2 separate regions of the Mus musculus genome follow, and region 1 is linked to region 2. The links are chromatin contacts, called in public Hi-C maps. All regions are on one chromosome and are shown on one strand. Each heading gives the region's core, a stretch centred on a gene start, on an enhancer-like site or on the middle of the called end of the contact. The rest is flanking DNA. Distances are from core to core; before and after follow the strand shown. Region 1 has its middle 18 kb from the start of Gm41582. Region 2 overlaps Supt3 (SPT3, SAGA and STAGA complex component).

The links. A called contact is a pair of places that touch in the nucleus more often than the background predicts.
Region 1: a contact with region 2 is called in a Hi-C map of the N1E-115 cell line, with 2.9 times the contacts expected there. The contact joins two enhancer-like sites. A contact is called at or near these places in 2 of 15 datasets of contacts at CTCF or cohesin (pro-B cells and stem cell-derived epiblast-like cells), 6 of 484 Hi-C or Micro-C datasets (the C10 cell line, the N1E-115 cell line, Sertoli cells and 2 more) and 2 of 115 datasets of contacts at active chromatin or transcription factors (embryonic stem cells and kidney).

What each region holds. Positions count from the first base shown.
Region 1 is chr17:45,242,495-45,247,885 of GRCm38.p6, forward strand. No RefSeq gene overlaps it. Among named protein-coding and RNA genes, the nearest start is that of Gm41582, 18 kb to the right of the region's middle. Within about 2 kb of position 2,632, at least 39 of the 459 cell types and tissues checked have an H3K27ac peak or open chromatin away from gene starts, as enhancers often do. A contact at or near this core is called in the N1E-115 cell line, where this site is marked.
Region 2 is chr17:45,038,058-45,043,274 of GRCm38.p6, forward strand. It overlaps Supt3 (SPT3, SAGA and STAGA complex component), which reads left to right. Exons shown (of 12, transcript NM_178652.3): 9 at 19-126; 10 at 3,159-3,329. Among named protein-coding and RNA genes, the nearest start is that of Gm35097, 110 kb to the right of the region's middle. Within about 2 kb of position 1,799, at least 4 of the 459 cell types and tissues checked have an H3K27ac peak or open chromatin away from gene starts, as enhancers often do. A contact at or near this core is called in the N1E-115 cell line, where this site is marked.

The DNA of each region.
Region 1 (5,391 bases), core at 1,382-3,881, 210 kb after region 2:
ACACACGCACACGAGTGTACCACCACACCATCGCCACGGCAAGCAAGCTTCCTGCTTTCATTGAGTGTGTGTGTACATTCTTTCTCCTCTAGGTGTGAAGGGCTAGGGAAAAATGAACTCCAGTCACCTTCATTTTCAGAAAAGTTCCAAGTCTCTGAGAACAGCCTTCAGATCCATAAGTTGCGTTCTCTATTACTCCCCCAAGGGACCTTATGAATAGTGTGGGACACATAGTTTTGTCTCAGCTCCTGCTTTGCAGTAGATGGAAGGCAAGGTCTGCTAATCCGGGGAGCTCTTCTTCATCCGATGCCTGATGGCAGAGAATCCTACTCTGAAACAAGCTTCCGTTCCTTTGTAATTGGCCCTCCCTGCCCTCTCCCTGCCCAGCCTGGCCCATTGCCTTTAGGGATGGTTTGAGGTCGGTATCACATCAGGGAGACTCTCTGAGAGGGAAGGGAAGGAGAGTCACTGGGCAGCCCCCCCAGGAATGGCAGTCCACCTGAGGGCCACACTGAGCCAACCAGAGTCCCTCAGTATCTCAGGGTGGGTACAGCACCCCCTTCCCCCAGGACAATCTAAGATACAGATTTTTCCATCTTGTACTAAAATGCTCGTGTGTGTGTGTGTGTGTGTGTGTGTGTGGTTTTAGAACAAACATGCAGTCTGAACCTGGAGAGCCTTTTGTCCAGAACTCAAGAGTGTCCACACTTAGGGGGAGGGTTTCTGAGCTGACGCGCTCTCTCGCTAAGCACACCCCTTTTCTCTGGCTCCAGACACATGTTCCCAAAGTCAAGGGTTTACACATAGACATATCTGTTTGCAGACAATTTGTCTGAGCCCTTATTATCCTGTAATTGGGTTAAATACTGCTGTGTAGGCAGCGGCATACCAAGGCCATTGCCGAATCCCTGCGAGGGCCAGCCCCCTCCCTCCTTCCTCCTGCAGGCCTGTTGGAAGAAAAAGGTAGAAACATAAATTAAGACAGGGTGAATATATTCCTTTCTTGGAATGAGCTATTTAAAGAACAAGCCAGATGTGCAAATAGACATTTTCCTCTTGCTCACTACATTTTTAAAAGAGTGTATACTTATGTGTATGAGAGAGAGCTCACTCTTCCTTTCTTTAACAAAAATTTTATAGCCTTATTAATTATAATAATTACAATTAATTATAGTCTGGTGCGTTGTTCTTTTTTTTTTTTTGTTATTTTTCAATAATAAAGTTTAAAATGAGCCTTTAAAAGGTTTAGAATTTTTTATTGTTTCTTAAAAATTATGCGCACGCATTTGTGTCTGTGAATGGTTATGTGCACAGGAGTACAGGTGTTGAAGGAGGCCAAAAGAGGGTGTTGGGACATCTGGAATCGGAACATCTGGAGCTGGAATTACAGCTTCCTGACATGGATATGGAGAACTGAACTTGGGTCCTGGACAAGAGCAGGACACACGCTTAACCACTGAGCAGTCCCTCCAGGCCCCACTCTTCCTGAGGAAACCATCACATTTGTCCATACTGGCTAGGGTGTCTGCTGTCACCAAGTCATGTTAACGAAGATCCCCATTGCCTGTGGTGGCAGGGTGGCAGTCTGAGCCACCCACGCTGTCCTATCTCAAAGCCTTTAACCATGGATCCTCGGGTTAAGTGCAGGTTAATCAGAGACGAGACACTACACACACACACACACACACACACACACACACACACCCCACAATTGTCTCGGAAATAGTGAGACCCCTTTTTGGAGCCCTTGTCTCCAGTGGCTAGAATGTGAACCTTATGATTTCCACTCAGAATCGGGACACTGGCTTCACTATCCCAGGTTCTCCCCCAAAGAATACATTATTTGATCTTTCTGTTGCTTTTTGTGGCGCTGAGAATAGAGCCCAGGTCCTTGTATGCTTTAGGCAAGGACACTGTTACTGAGCCATACCTCAGCCATTTTAACTGCTTTATAGAAATCTTCCTAAAACATACGAGGCTTTCCTGCCCTAGAAAAGAAAAGAAGCACTGGGCAGAAAAACCAGAGTAACCCGCAAGGTACCCTGGGAACGTGGAAGAATCGCCGCACCAGAGCCGCAGGGCACGGCTTACGGTCAGAGGCCTTGACAATGCTGGCATTTCTCACCTCACGGAGAGCTGCCTTGGCCCTTCTGGGATGTGGCAAAACCTGTGGCCCCTTTCCTTTGCTTGTTGTCTGCCCTACTTCAGGCTTGTCTGAGTCTCTGCCAACCTCGAAACAAGTCTCACTTTACGCCTCTCCGTGACCCCCTCCTGACACTTTTGGCCAGAATAACCTTTTCAAAATGCAAATCTGATTATGCCTGTCTCCTGCTCAGTCTTCAGGGCTTCCTGTAGCTCAGGGAATGGTTGTTGAGAGCACTCTCTCCTAACACAGCCCCCCTCCCCTCCCACCTGTATACCCTTCCCACAGCTTCCCACGGCTTCCCGGCTGTGCCCTGGCAGGTCAGGACAGCCGTGTCCTGGGTCCCCAGTCTACTTGGCTCCTTTCGGTTCCTCTTGGGCTCCAGCCAGCTGTGGGCTCCTCCTGGAAGCTTTCCCAGACTGCATTAGCTCCACCTGCACTGTGTGCCCTCATTCATGGAAGTAGCGTCACCCCATAAATCCTTCCTGTTGGCTCACATTAGCCTTGTAAGGCTGGGCTTATCTGTTCCCCTGTTCACCCCACCCGGTTCCTTTAGTACAGAGAGCAAAAGCGATGGCAGACAGGTCTCTGTCACCGCCACGCCATTTCCCCTTTCCCAGCTCCCGATGGCATAGGCAGTGTCCCCACCAATGATCACAAGGATGGTAGGTAGTGACAACCCCAGGAGCTGCCAGGTCTGAGGGTATCATCTCCAGAGGCCCCTTTTGCTCATATTACTTTCAACAGGCCTTTGGGTGAAGGGCTCCCTGCCTTAAGAGCCAAGGTTCAGAACTCTGGACTGCTTTCTTGGACATGCAGGAGTCTCGCCCCCTACTTTTGTCTCTGTGGCTTTGTCATCAATCATTGGGCCCAGGGAAAGTGGACCCGAGGTGCTATGTGAGGAGTGCACTAAGTACCCCAGGTAGACACCAGGAGCTAAGTGAGTGGACCACATTCAAATTCCAGAGTTTCTGATCGTTTCAAAGGGTCATTTCATCGCTTTCACGTAAGCTTTGAGAGCTTGTGTCTGTGGGAATGTCAAGCATCTTGGTGTCCAATTAAAAGTACCAAAATAATGGAAATTTTGCTTAAACACTAGGTGCCTAGTAGATATGTACAAAGGCCATGCAGAGAGGCCAGCGTTGTGAGGTCCTGTGGTACGTTCTTTCCTCTGGGCATAGCTTGCCCGTGAGCCCTTCAACAGCAGCACCAGCTGAAGGCAGTGGATGCTCCCCTGAGGAAAATGCCTGTGGCTGGGAGATACCCAGGATCCATGCTGGGGAAGCAAGAGTCATCCAACCCCCAAGTCCTGACTGGCTAAGTTCAGAGGAGAGGGTTTGAAAGGGGAGCACTGCTGGGCTAGACAGCTCCACAGGACCCAGCAAAGTCACTGTCCCACACTAATCATGTAAAACCTCTAGCGGACCTTCTTCTCTACAGACCCTGGCACACTCTGACTTTCTAGTCTTATCGGCTGGGCTTGGAGAGGCTGTTCTGAGCATACTAGTATGTTTATAACAGGATATCTGGCCTGTGTTAGCTACCTCCTCCCAGTGTGACAACAACCCCCTTGTGAGTAAAACTGTCCCTACTTAAGAATCCCTGGAGCTGAGTGTGTAACCTAGTTGATGGAGTGTTGGTTTAGCATGCATGAAGCCATGGGTTCAATCCCCAGCATTCCATAAAGCTAGCCATGGTGGCACACCCCTAAAATCTCAGCATCTGAGAAGAGGAAGCAGAAGGATTTCATCTTTGGCTCCAGAGTGACTTTGAGAATGTCCTGGGCCACACAAAGCCCTGTCTTGAGCAAGCAAAAGATTATGAAGTTTTAAAAGCGCAAGGACCTATATATATCTTCTTAACGCTCCCCGTCTTTCTGAATTATCATATATCCACATATATGATGACGTGGGGTGACATCATCTTTCTGAACTATCAATCATATATCCACATATGGATGATAACATGGGGTGACATCCAGGCTTTGCTTCCAAACCCTCCAAGCCAGGGACAGAGAGTGGGATGAAAATTAGGGGTGGCCTTGGGCTGGAAAGACCGCTCCCAAGGAAAGGCATCTGCCCTGAAAACCTGGCTGCTATGCTCCATGCCAGGAACCCAAGCAAAATGCCGGACAGCACACACCTGTAATCCCAGCATTCCTGTGGGCAGGTGGGAAAGAATCTCCTGAAGGGTTCACAGACACAGCAAAGTAACAGAAACAGCAAGGGAGACAAAGTGATGCCAGCAGAGGTGACCTCTGACCTCCACATACGCTCACTCACGCTCTCTCTCTCTCTCTCTCTCTCTCTCTCTCTCTTTCAAATAAATAGATGCTTTAAAAATAAGAACAGTCATGAAAAGATATTGGGACTAGATGGTGCTCTTAGAATTCTCTTAGAATTCCTGTTTGCATAGATATTTGTAATGTTTTGCATTTAAAAATGTAAAAAAGTAAAAGAAAGTACACAGTGTTAAACCTGGTGACGTCTCTCTCCAGCATCCCCATCTCATCTCGGGAACCCTGCATCGGTAGCCATTTGTCACCCTAATAACCGCAAGCCGTACAAAGAAAAGTCCCATTGGGCTAAGCAGGCTGAGTCATGGCTCCGTGAGAATTTCCATTACACACGTTATCTGTGTGGCCCATCTGGCTCGGGAAGTCCTCTCGTGTAATGTGTTCTGGCATGGTGGGGGGAGGCACACCGCAAATGGCTTTGGCATGCAGGCATATGTGAACTCAAGCGCCCGTGAATGGGCAGAGTTCAAGGTCACCATGAATAAGTCATGGTCCCTGCCCAGAGAAGCTGGCTGTCTTCTGGGCGCTACAGACGTTTAAATAACTGACCGGAGAATAATTCAGAATGAAGTCAAGCCCTGGAAGACTCTAAGCAAAGTGACAGGGCGTGGCCAACTTCCAAGGATGATGAGGGCAGAGCCCCAGCTAAAACCCCCGGGGACTGATCTCAGAAGCGGCAGCACGAATCCTTATGACATTCAGTTGCTTGCCTCTACTCTTTCAGTTGTGAAGTCAAAAGAAGGAGAAGGAAAAAAAAAACCCCTGCTTTAACGGATACACTGGGGACTTGGCTCTCTCCAAAGAGGGAAAATGTGTTTACATTAAAAGGTGGGGGGGAAATGTTGAACTACTGCAAGAAAACCAAAAATCAGAAAAAGCTGCCGATGGCTTAATATGCTCTTTAGTGGCTTCAGAAGGTCTGAGTCACGCCTCCCCTTTAATGTCTTCCCAT
Region 2 (5,217 bases), core at 549-3,048:
TGTTACTCTCTTCCTCAGCTGGTGGATCTGGCTCTTCTAGTGAGGCAAGATATGGTGTCCAAGGCAGGGGACCCCTTCAGCCATGCCATTTCTGCAACCTTCATTCAGTACCACAACTCTGCTGAGGTGAGTATCAGAAAATGTGACGAGAGCGCATTTGTGCTTTTGTTACTTGTTTACATTAGGACTTTGAAATGATTATGTAGGATTGCACGGTCTTTACTTGGAGACTCTTAATACATTGACCATTGACACAAATAATTATTGAGAATTTGCTGTGCCCATCTGAGGAACCACTTGATATGATGACCTTTTTCACCCTTTGGCCCCATTGTCTTTCTTAACCCTTAAGTGACAATTGGATGGTTGCAGAACATGTCTTACATTGAAACATGTAAAGAGAAGAACTGGGGTGGGGCTGTAGATCAATGGTACAATTCTTGCTTACCATGCAAGAGATACAGAGACTTTAGAGAGAACTGGAAGGGAGATTATCGTGTAATAATTCCTGTCAATTATTCATAACTTTGCGTTTCATGTGCCAATTTATCTCAACAATTCATATTGCCACAGCCCCACATATCTTCAGTCTGATGATCGGGTCCTCTTGTCAGACCTGTTTTGTACGGATAGGACGTTTTCTGTAGGAACTAGAAAATCTCACCAGGTGTAACCTTTTACATAACTATGCACCACTTTCAGTTTCTAAAATATCCTCTACTAACACAGTGTGCCTGACAACCAGAAATGAAGCCGAACATGTTGAATACATTTGCCAATATTTGAGTTTCTTAATAACAAAAACAGCACTTTCCTGTCATTCATGATAATGACCATAGAGAAGAAGGGCTAGGCTCACATCTGCATGTATAATTATAGAGTGAGTTTAGAACCAGCTGGCTGAAATGTATAACCTGAACACGGCAAAGGCCATTTAGTAGCATAGTCTTCTTCCTGTTACTGTCCGTGGGTGAGGGTGGTAGCTCAAATTGTTTCTAAGATGTACTTGGGATTTGTTTTTTGCCAAGGATCTCTTTGGGGGTCTGAGAAATCCTGTAAATCCCTTTCTGGGCTTGCTTTTATTTTTATTTAACTTTCTTAGTGTATCTTTGCATTCAGAGCCATTCTGTTAGTCTAAGGTCTCGCCATGGACCCCAAGTTATTAATTCTTTGCTATGAGGTGTAGAACTATACTATAACATATGCCCATATAGCATCTTATTAACAAGCTAGACATCAACCCAGCTTCTTTTCATAGCCCTTGGAGAATCATATTGGCTTGAAATCCAAGTAGGGACTGAAATGTTTATACCCATTAAAAAGGTCATACATCATTATCAGTCACCATGTTTTTAAAGGTTCCTAAAGCTTACTTAGTTGATTAAACAGTCTTTATTTTCTTTATGTTTCAAACCCCAATTATGATGTCAAAGAGGGCCCTTTGCAGTGTCTTTGATGCTTTATGAGTGTGTGTATGGTGTGCTTTCCATTAACATCAGACAAATTTGTTGTAACATTTCTAATTGAGGAAATTTACTGTGAACATAACAACCTAGTTTTCCCTTAACTTTCAAGTGATTGCTTGCAAATCTCAGAAAACACCCCAACATCCCCATCCCTCTTGCTTGGTTCTCCGGGGTGGCCGAGCCGCCCTGGGCAACTGCTCAACAACCACCAGGCGCTCTTCCCAGCTAAAGAGCAGTTGAAAAAAAATGTCCTATGTGTACTGGGTTTCCTGGGCTCTCTGGGAGGTTGGAGCATGAGTCTCAGAGAGCATCCTAACAGACTGTCAGTGTCAGCCTCGAGCTTTTTCCTGGCCTGGCAGCCATCCTCTCTCCCCTGTGACTGGTAGTCAAAGTAGACATTCATAGAAACTGTCTTCCTTCCTGCCTTTTATTACCTGATAAAATACAGAGATAATGCCCTGCTAAGGCAGTCTCCTCACTCATCAGCATTGCAAATCAGCAGCCAACATGAAGGATTGTGCCAAATATGGGCCAGCAGGGCATCTGGAGAATGATAGGAGCTGGGTCCAGGGAGATCGAATGATTTGTAAAGCAAACAAGCAAGTATGTGAACAAGCATAGAAGTCGAGTTAGTGTACATTGACTCCCAAATGAGCAACCAAGAGAATTAAAATAAGCCTCCGTGTTGCGTGCATGTGAACGCTCTAGTCAGAATCAAAGTGCTGAAGGTATGAGAACTGATGAGGGAGAGGGAGAAAAAATGTTCTGGCCTCAGAGGCAGCAAAAGAGCAGTTGAAAGAGGGATAGGAAAGGGTAACTGAGGAAACTAAGAAACTCATTAAAGAGAGCTAATAGGAAGCTCTAGTTGTATAGACTACTTAGAATTGTCAAAGACTAGCTCAGGGATCTTGGCCGTAGGGTGGTACGTTCAAAGAGACGGTTTTGGAAGATCCCACACCAGTTGGATTACAGTGTATCAGTCACCAGGTTGTCTGGGGCCATCTTATCTAAAGAGGCATCACCCTTAACAAGAACTGCCTACAGAACTGAGCTTGCTAAGCTTGGCTCACTGACACGAGACTAGCAAGTATAAGTCCTACATGTTCTAGATCTTTTTTCAGCATATGGTTTACACACATGTAGACATGATCCCTGGGAGTTATACAGATATTCCAAACTATATTTTCAAAATTCTAAGATATGAAACAAAACTGATCCCAAGCATTTGGGACAAAAGATATTCAATCAAAATCAGCTTTATTCCTTCTTGTTTGATGGTGTGTCTGTACAGTCTGATCGTGGAAATACTGTTGAGACTCGTACCTGAATTGGTCAAGGGTGTGCAGAGTCTTTCACTGCATTATAGAGAACGGTCGGTCCATATAGAGAACTATGGTTAGTGTGATTAGTAGAACGAGGAGCATGTAGATAAGACTCTTCAGGAAAAGTCCATGTAGAAATATGGGTATCCTACAGAGTTAAAGAATTTGCAGAAGCAATGGTTGAAGAATTTTTATTTTTGTCTGAATAATTAGATTAAAAAGTATTATGACTAGAACTTTAAGGGAAAGACATCCATTTCTATGGACTAGATAAGAGTAAATATTTAAGCTATAAATAGTATAGAAACAAACGGCAGTCTCCTGTGGCTAGGAGATCAGTTCATCTCAAAGCCATATTATGTTTGTGCAGGGGTCCTCATGTTTGAAGTCCAGCCCAGACTCTCCTGAGAACACACCTCCTCCTACACCAACAGCTCCCTCTTCTGGATCACAGCATTCAGGTAGAGCTGCATCTGGTTCTTTGGGGAATGGGAACACAGGACAAGACACTGCCAAAACCAAGCAGCGGAAGAGGAAAAAGGTCAGTGCCTTTCTCTTTATCTGTCTTCCTTCCTTCCTTCCTTCCTTCCTTCCTTCCTTCCTTCCTTCCTCCTCTTTCTTTCTTTTTTCTTTTCTTCTTCTTCTTTCTTCTTCTTCTTCTTCTTCTTCTTCTTCTTCTTCTTCTTCTTCTTCCTCTCTCTCTCTCTCTCTCTCTCTCTCTCTCTCTCTCTCTCTCTCTCTCTCTTATTTAATAAAGAGTAGAGAGGCTCAAAAATATTTTTTTAGAGAAATGAAGAATGTGCTGTGGGTTCTTTTCCCCTCACAGCTAAAACTGTAAGCAGCAGCCAGCTTATAGATACCATAGTCAATGGCTTCTAGTCAGAGCTGAAAGAACTGTTGTATGCTGTTTACCACTCCAAAGGTGGTAGGATCTGAGAGAATGGAGCTGATAAATGAGATAAAGCAAAGTCTCATGCAATAGCTAACTTTGTTCAGAACATCAGACAATTTATTCTAGGAAGGTTAAGAGGAATCACAGGAGTACAGTGTGCAACCACAAGACACGCTGCCCGTAGTGGAAAAGTCGTACATGGCAAAACCATGTTTTTCTGAGGCATGTAAACAAATAATGGTAACCAGTGGTAATGAATAATCTGAAGTAAATTCACTCCTGTCCTCTCTACCTGGGAGGGGCACAAAAGCATAATCAAGGAACAATTTCGTGGTTTTAAAGTAATTGAGGTCACAAGACTCTTCTTGCCTTGGTTTCTTGCAGTTTTCTTACAAACACTCAGAAATCTCATGTGACTCCATTTTTGAACTGTATGTCAACACTATGCATAAAAGAAGATATTGGGTTTTTTCACACCTTTAATCCCAGTACTTGGGAGGCAGAGGCAGGTGGATTTCTGAGTTCGAGGCCAGCCTGGTCTACAAAGTGAGTTCCAGGACAGCTAGGGCTATACAGAGAAACCCTGTCTCGAAAAACCAAAAAAAAAAAAAAAAAAAAAAAAAGCAAAGTTAAGAGAATTCTAGTGTCTAGTGTGAACACTATAACTATACTCTATAAGTACAGTTGACATTTTACTGTAATTACTATGCCAACATTTATTATACCCATTTGGTTACTCTGTTACCCATTCTGCAGCTCCTCTCCCCCCCCCCCCACCTCCCTCACCCCCAGCCCCCAGTCCAGGATCCCCATCTCTCTGCTGTTATCAGTGTTTTACCCTAACAGTTCTAATACATGTGCCGTGGTGAGGAGCTGTGTTGGGGAGAGGATAGTACCAACTGGTGAGAGGTCTGTATGTGTCTAGGTTGGTTGCTGCTTTCATGCATTTTCTCAGTTTGTGGCTTACCATTGATTATCTCAATGGTACCTTTTTAAAGATAGGGTTTCACTTTGACTCCCATGCTGACCTCATGATCCTCCTGCCTCAGCCTCTCAAGTGCTGTATGTGTGCCACCATACCTGCCTGGCCCTTTATAATGTCTTTCACTGAAGATCAGTTGAATTTCTGATGAAGTCTAATTCCTCCTTTCCTAGCTCGGGGACATGATGATGGCCTCACCTCCGTCTGTAGGTGTCATGGCTTAGAGTTTACATAAAGTTCTATCAATGTGAGCAAAGGAGGCAGGGCTTTTTAAAAATTATTTCATGTGCATGTGGGTTTTCCTCTCATGTATGTCTGTGTGTGCATCACATGCATGCAGTGCCATCGAAGGCCAGAAATGGGTGAGGGATCCCCAGGAACTGTAGCTACAGACCTTTGTGAGCTGCCATATGGGTGCTGGGAATCCAACCTGGGTCCTCTGGAAGAGCATCCAGTGCTCCTAAGCACTGAGCAGCCTCTCCCGCCCAGCATACTCTGTTTGGATGCACTCAGAACCATGACAGCTTTGTTCTAAGTCAGGTGGCTGCATAGCTA